Regions from separate parts of the Bombyx mori genome. Here region 1 is linked to region 2. Evidence: chromatin contacts called from public Hi-C data. All regions are on one chromosome and are shown on one strand. Each heading gives the region's core, a stretch centred on a gene start, on an enhancer-like site or on the middle of the called end of the contact. The rest is flanking DNA. Distances are from core to core; before and after follow the strand shown. Region 1 overlaps LOC101742408 (diacylglycerol lipase-beta). Region 2 overlaps LOC101742408 (diacylglycerol lipase-beta).

Region 1 (2,983 bases), core at 18-2,517, 49 kb after region 2:
GCTTACAATTTAATCTTGCGTTATTATTAATTAGATTTAAAATTTTCGATGTTTCAAAAAATGGTTTTTGTGAAAACAATAAAGTGTGAAAGAAACAAAGTCCCTTTTTTGCAAAAGTAATCTTTATCTTATTTTGTTATTGTTTAAATTAAAACAAATTCACTCCAAAAGTCAATATAGAAAACCCAGTGTAGGTACAAGTAGTAAAAACATCGTCTCAAAATTGAGCCTCATTCGGAAATTACGAGTTCTAGCTCTGAGGACTGGAGCCGTGACCTGAATGTTTGATTACTATTAAACGTAAGCGCGGATGACTTTACTTTGATATTTGTCTAATTTACCTTGTACCGTCGTGACTATCCTTAGCGCAGTGAGCAAGAGAAAATGCAATATTCATATCGAGAGAAATTAATGATGGATACCCAAATTCTTTCGGTCGTCTAAGATTTGAATTGTATTTTTTTAGATTACAGATTATATGAAGGGTTTCACAAAAAGAACGGTATCATGGTATTTTATTTTTTATTTTTTTATTGCTTAGGTGGGTGGACGAGCTCACAGCCCACCTGGTGTTAAGTGGTTACTGGAGCCCATTGACATCTAGAACCGTAAATGCGAAACCCACCTTGAGATATAAGTTCTAAGTTCTCAGTATAGTTACACGGCTGCCCCACGCTTCAAACCGAAACGCATAACTGCTTCACGGCAGAAATAGGCATATAGAAATAGGCATATAGAAATAGGCAAATAGGAATATAGTGACACCTACTAATACGTTTATAGAGGAGATCGTATTCCTTCAAAATTCCATCAAATTCTGTCTATTCAGCCGCAAAGCGAATGCGTTCTGGTAGGGTAAGTATATTATTTATTTTTGTAAACACGTATAAGAAGTTCACGTCTTACCTACTTACTATAAAGTTGATAGTGGATTCAATAGCATCACACCGTGACTTACGTAATCCATCTAGAAAAACTATGGCGACATCTCGATGGCTTTGCATGACAGCTGTCCGATCCTTTAAACTAGAACGCATGATGGCGTTCTTTCTACATGGTCAATAATATATTATGTAGAAAACACCTTTACGAGCTCATCTGCGTAATTACGGCAAACAAACCAATAACAATACAGCACCGTTTTTATTTATATTTTTAAGCAATTAACCCTAATATATAAAAAAAGATTGTGCTCACGTCTGCTGTATCATCAATCTAAACAATGTACTTACTATATAAGTGTCTTGTCGATGTAGTGATTTCAAGTAATTGAACTCGCACGAGTGCGCGTGTACCGAATACTGATGACAGTTGATTAATATAAAGTAGCATTGTAAAGCGGTTCGATTTGTTTATTCGTAAGTTTGGGGTCATTTTTTTTTTTTTGATTGACTCAATTGATTCTGACGATGAATTCGTTTTGTGTGGTAGGTATATTAGTAACGCGTTGCTCATGTGCTATATTTTTTGTTGAAATATTTGCTTGATCAATAAAATTTTATTGACAAAAGTATGGGTTTAAGGAAATCTTTCTTGAAGGCGAAACGGCACTGATAGTTATGTCAATGTTAACATTAAAAGAATATTTTTGATAGTTTATCTTACTAGTTTCTGTGTCATATGAAGCAAAGGCAAGTGGATACCGCGCGGTCATATGCTGTGTTAAGCTTCATGTAGTGCAAAATATATTGTTCAAATAGAAGATTACTGACTTTTGTCAGTCAAGTAAAAATAAATGTTTCTTTGCCTGTTTGCCATGCTTGCGTTCTCAACCCATATATTAGATTGAGTCGAAGCTTGGAACAGTTATTATTGGCGTATCAAAAAAGGTTTTTGACATAGTATCATTAACGTATGATAAGTGACGCGCGTATGTGTATGAAAGTACACGTTAATATGAGCAGGGGGCATCCTAAAAAGATTTGAATAGACTATTTGAAAGAGGACATCCAAGAGAAAGTTGTGAGTGCAAAGATGACGTATGATAGGCCTAAGAGATAGAAAAGAGAACATGTTGCGCCGACTTCTTAAAGTAGAATAAGGGCAAGAATAAAAAGAAGAAGAAGTGTGTAGTTTAAGTAAATGCGAAAATGTCATACATTTAATGAGAGTCACTCTGAGTCACAGCGGAACGTGACCGGCGCTTTATAAGCCTCAATTGAATGTTTGAGTTGTTTCCTGAATGTCAGGACTCACTAACATTTACCACACTACCTGTCTTAAGCCGAATAAAATATAATTCGCAAAAAATATAAGCTCATTCACACGTCGATGTAATAAAATAAAATAAAAATGAATAGAAACTATTATATGTATAAATTATATGAAGTTCAAGACAAATGTTAACAACTTTATGCGTTTTAGAATGTACGTATATCTTATTCCTCTGATATTTACTAATTAAGTTATCTTTATTCCCTTCAATTTGTGTTTGCCTGAATACTAACAATATTCGTGGTATATGAACTTCAAAATTTGTAATGGATAAGAGAGAAAAAAATATGATTAAAAAATATATTCTGTGCTCGAAACCAAATATTGTCGCACCGAAATATCTTAAGATTAAACAAACACCCTTGAGTTATTCGAGCAAAATAAATTTGCTGTCCGAGACTAGAGAGAGAATATTATTTTAACGAAACTTCTAGAGCCTTACAGCTTGAGATGATTTTCAATGTAACTCAAATGGAAGAAGTTAATGGTTTTTTAACGAACAAGGATTTAGAAAAAAAAAAAATTTTTTCAGAATGACAGAGTTCTTTTTCTCAATAGCTTACTTTGATTTTGAACTGGAGCGATAAGTGACATAGAATACTATTATTTCATAATAGTACCACATCATAGTTACCAATTAATTATTGTTAAATTTTAATTTCTTCAAATGTTTTTAATGGGAACCCAGTGTTTTTCGCATTCATGATAAATTTATTACGGTAATAGGTTTACAAGTATAATGGACCGAACGTATCAAATATTAACATTC
Region 2 (2,929 bases), core at 395-2,894:
GCCATGTTAAAATTAAATAGCACGATAATAGTGTACTTTATGATGCTGATATCTGAAATTGTAAAACTTACCGACAACAGCAACAAGTTAAGTGGGTGGCCAATTTGCAGAAGCCAGTGAAGCAATGACGGTATAAAACATACGGCCAACCATATGCAGCGATTGATAATCTGAGATAGTAGAGGGCATCGTCTAAATTCATCCACGGTGGGGTTTCGGAGAATATCTTGTTTACGTCCGTCGTATAAATAGGCTCTTCGTCGTTTAGCATTTGAATACGTCGCATTTCTCTAGTTTCTCGTTTCTGTCTGACTCTGAGCAGAACACATCCTGCTACCACGTCAGATGGTACTAAGTCCGTGGATCGAAACAAGGCGCTGAGCAGTGCTGAAAAATCAAACAATAACTTCCAGTAAACTATTGTATCGAGTCGTTTTTTTATACACTAGATTAGTTGTACGAGTTCGCGACCCCGTGTCACCTTGAAAGGTGACGTTAAAGTCTCAACTCTATTGTGGACGACTCTAATGGCTATCCTACCTTTCAAACTGGAATTTATGATATCCGGGGCAAAAATAGGCCGTACGGTCATGGCACGAAAATACGTCCTACGACGATTATGTACGTATTATGTACGAAATACGTACTTAATAAATATTCACGATTGACTTCGACGGTGAAGGAATAGCATTGTGTAGTAAAAATCAAATCCGCAAAATTATAATTTGCGTAACTACTGGTGGTAGGACCTCTTGTGAGTTCGCACGGGTAGGTACCACCACTCCGCCTATTTCTGCCGTGAAGCAGTATTGCGTTTCGGTTTGAAGGGTGGGGCAGCCGTTGTAATAACGCTGAAACCTTAGAACTTACATCTCAAGGTAGGTGGCGGGATTTATGTTGTAGATGTCTATGGGCTTTGGTAATCACTTAACACCAGGTGGGCCGTGAGTTCGTCCAACCACGTAAGCAATTTCAAAAAAATTTACACTATGTACAAAAAACAATATCAAATCTTCGCAAGCGGCATTCTGTCAAGACCACAAAAGTTCCATAGAACTAGTTTTGATTATTTTCCCCCCTATAAATATGCAAATAAGCAATATTTTTGTTTATGACTCAATTGTGATAGTTAATTTATTAGCTAATTCTTTAAGCGTAATAATGACTTCTTTTAATATAATTTTATTCAAAATAATTTGGATTTAATATTGAATTAAACTATTGAACTTAATACGAACTACGATCTATAGGTACATGAGTGTCGTTCTAAGATAATTTACGTTTTTCGTAAAAACGAGATTGTCGATAAGTTTTAAAATCAGCTTAGTAAACTGTGTCACGGCCGTATAAATGATATGCTATGACTCATCTGTTTTATTTATATCGTGTCAAAGTTCAACGCGTATCGTTATCGTAAATACAACCTTTTGTAATTAATAAAATAGTCTTATGATTTTTCTTATGTGATAAGAACAAGTTTGTCCAGTTCCCCAATGCCAACTATTGACAAACGTGCTAAAACCGGGATTAAATCGCCGGCAACGTGGAACTTACAACTGGAAGAATACAAGAACAACACAGCAACACACACAAAAAAAAAAAGACAAAACGTATATTGCAACGTTTTCTAAAATAGGTACTCTTATTGTCTTTTCAAAGGCTTTACCTAAATTCTATGTAAATACATATAACCCTTTTGCTAGTGTCTGCTGTTTTAGAAATGTCCCTTCATACTATCATGAAAGCCATTGCTTTATCGAGCAAAGTTTATGCTGAATTTATTTAATGGCCTACACGCATTTACTTTTAGCCTGAGCGCATTGTAATCCTCGTAAAATAAATTCAAGGCCCAACTTTTACCATAAAACCAATGTATCCGTAGGTACTGATTTGGTTCGAGATAATACTTACTACTGTGCAAAACATGTTGTTTGCTAGGTTCATTGTGCTTTCATAAATTAAGTTAAAAGGTAGGTACGAATAATGTGGCTTGGAATCCATTATGGTTAAAATTCATAAAAAAAATCGATAATTTATCCAACTAATCTCAATATGTAATCTAAATTTAACTTATCGTGCATTTATTTTCCTGTAAATTTATTTAGGGGAGAGCATAATATTAAGCTCGAAATATAATCGTCAGTTATAAGCGTTATAAGCAACAATACGCTAATAATATTGAATAACAATCAAGAGGCAGGTAAATTTTACATTAGACCGTGGGCAATGGATTTAGTTTAAAAAAATCAATCTCAGTTCACCAATTTATACGTTCACTAAATAATTACTTATAGATATATTATAAGCTATTATATATGTATCTACATTTGACTGACATAGCCAAAGTGATTGCTCGGAATGAGTGGAAGTGGGCCGCCACATATGCCGTCGCACTGACAATCGGTAGGGCATAAAAGTATTGGAGTGGAGACCTCGTACTGGACGTCGTAACTTAGGCAGACAGCCAACGAAGTGGACCGATGACCTGGTCAAAGTAGTTGATAGAGACTGGATGAGAAAGGCAAGAGACCGAAGAGAATGGGGTGCATTCGAAGAGACCTACACTCAGCATTGGGTGGACACGGGTTGAAGAAGAAGAAGAAGAAGAGATATTATAAGCAAACTTTTTTTGTATGATTGAAGGATTACTGGTGGGCCAGAGACCTTTCCAATTTCACCAGGACAGGTGGGCGAGCGAAGGCTCAGCCAGGAAGGGTGGGATTTGCTAACAGCTGCCCGAGCGCCTCTGAAGGAGACCTAAAAACTCAAGAGCAGCTGCTTCGTGACTGAATCTACTACCGGATCGGAATCGCGACCCGCTGAGAAGATCCGGCGAGAAACTCAGCGCGCTGAGGCATGGGTTAGGTTAGGTTGCACGTCGACCTCTTTGACGGTCGATCGACGTGTACGGTTACCGGGGTCCCTAGGC

The links. Hi-C and Micro-C count contacts between places; a contact is called where the count stands out from the background.
Region 1: a Hi-C map of middle silk gland shows a contact between it and region 2, with 2.4 times the contacts expected there. The contact joins two enhancer-like sites. A contact is called at or near these places in 4 of 7 Hi-C or Micro-C datasets (middle silk gland and whole pupa).

Annotation. Positions count from the first base shown.
Region 1 is chr10:6,869,169-6,872,151 of ASM3026992v2, forward strand. The region is part of intron 1 of LOC101742408 (diacylglycerol lipase-beta); the gene reads right to left. Among protein-coding and RNA genes, the nearest start is that of LOC134199502, 4.0 kb to the right of the region's middle. Within about 2 kb of position 1,268, at least 1 of the 8 cell types and tissues checked has open chromatin away from gene starts, as enhancers often do.
Region 2 is chr10:6,819,982-6,822,910 of ASM3026992v2, forward strand. It overlaps LOC101742408 (diacylglycerol lipase-beta), which reads right to left. Exons shown (of 14, transcript XM_038013213.2): 6 at 72-387. Among protein-coding and RNA genes, the nearest start is that of LOC101742270, 34 kb to the left of the region's middle. Within about 2 kb of position 1,645, at least 1 of the 8 cell types and tissues checked has open chromatin away from gene starts, as enhancers often do.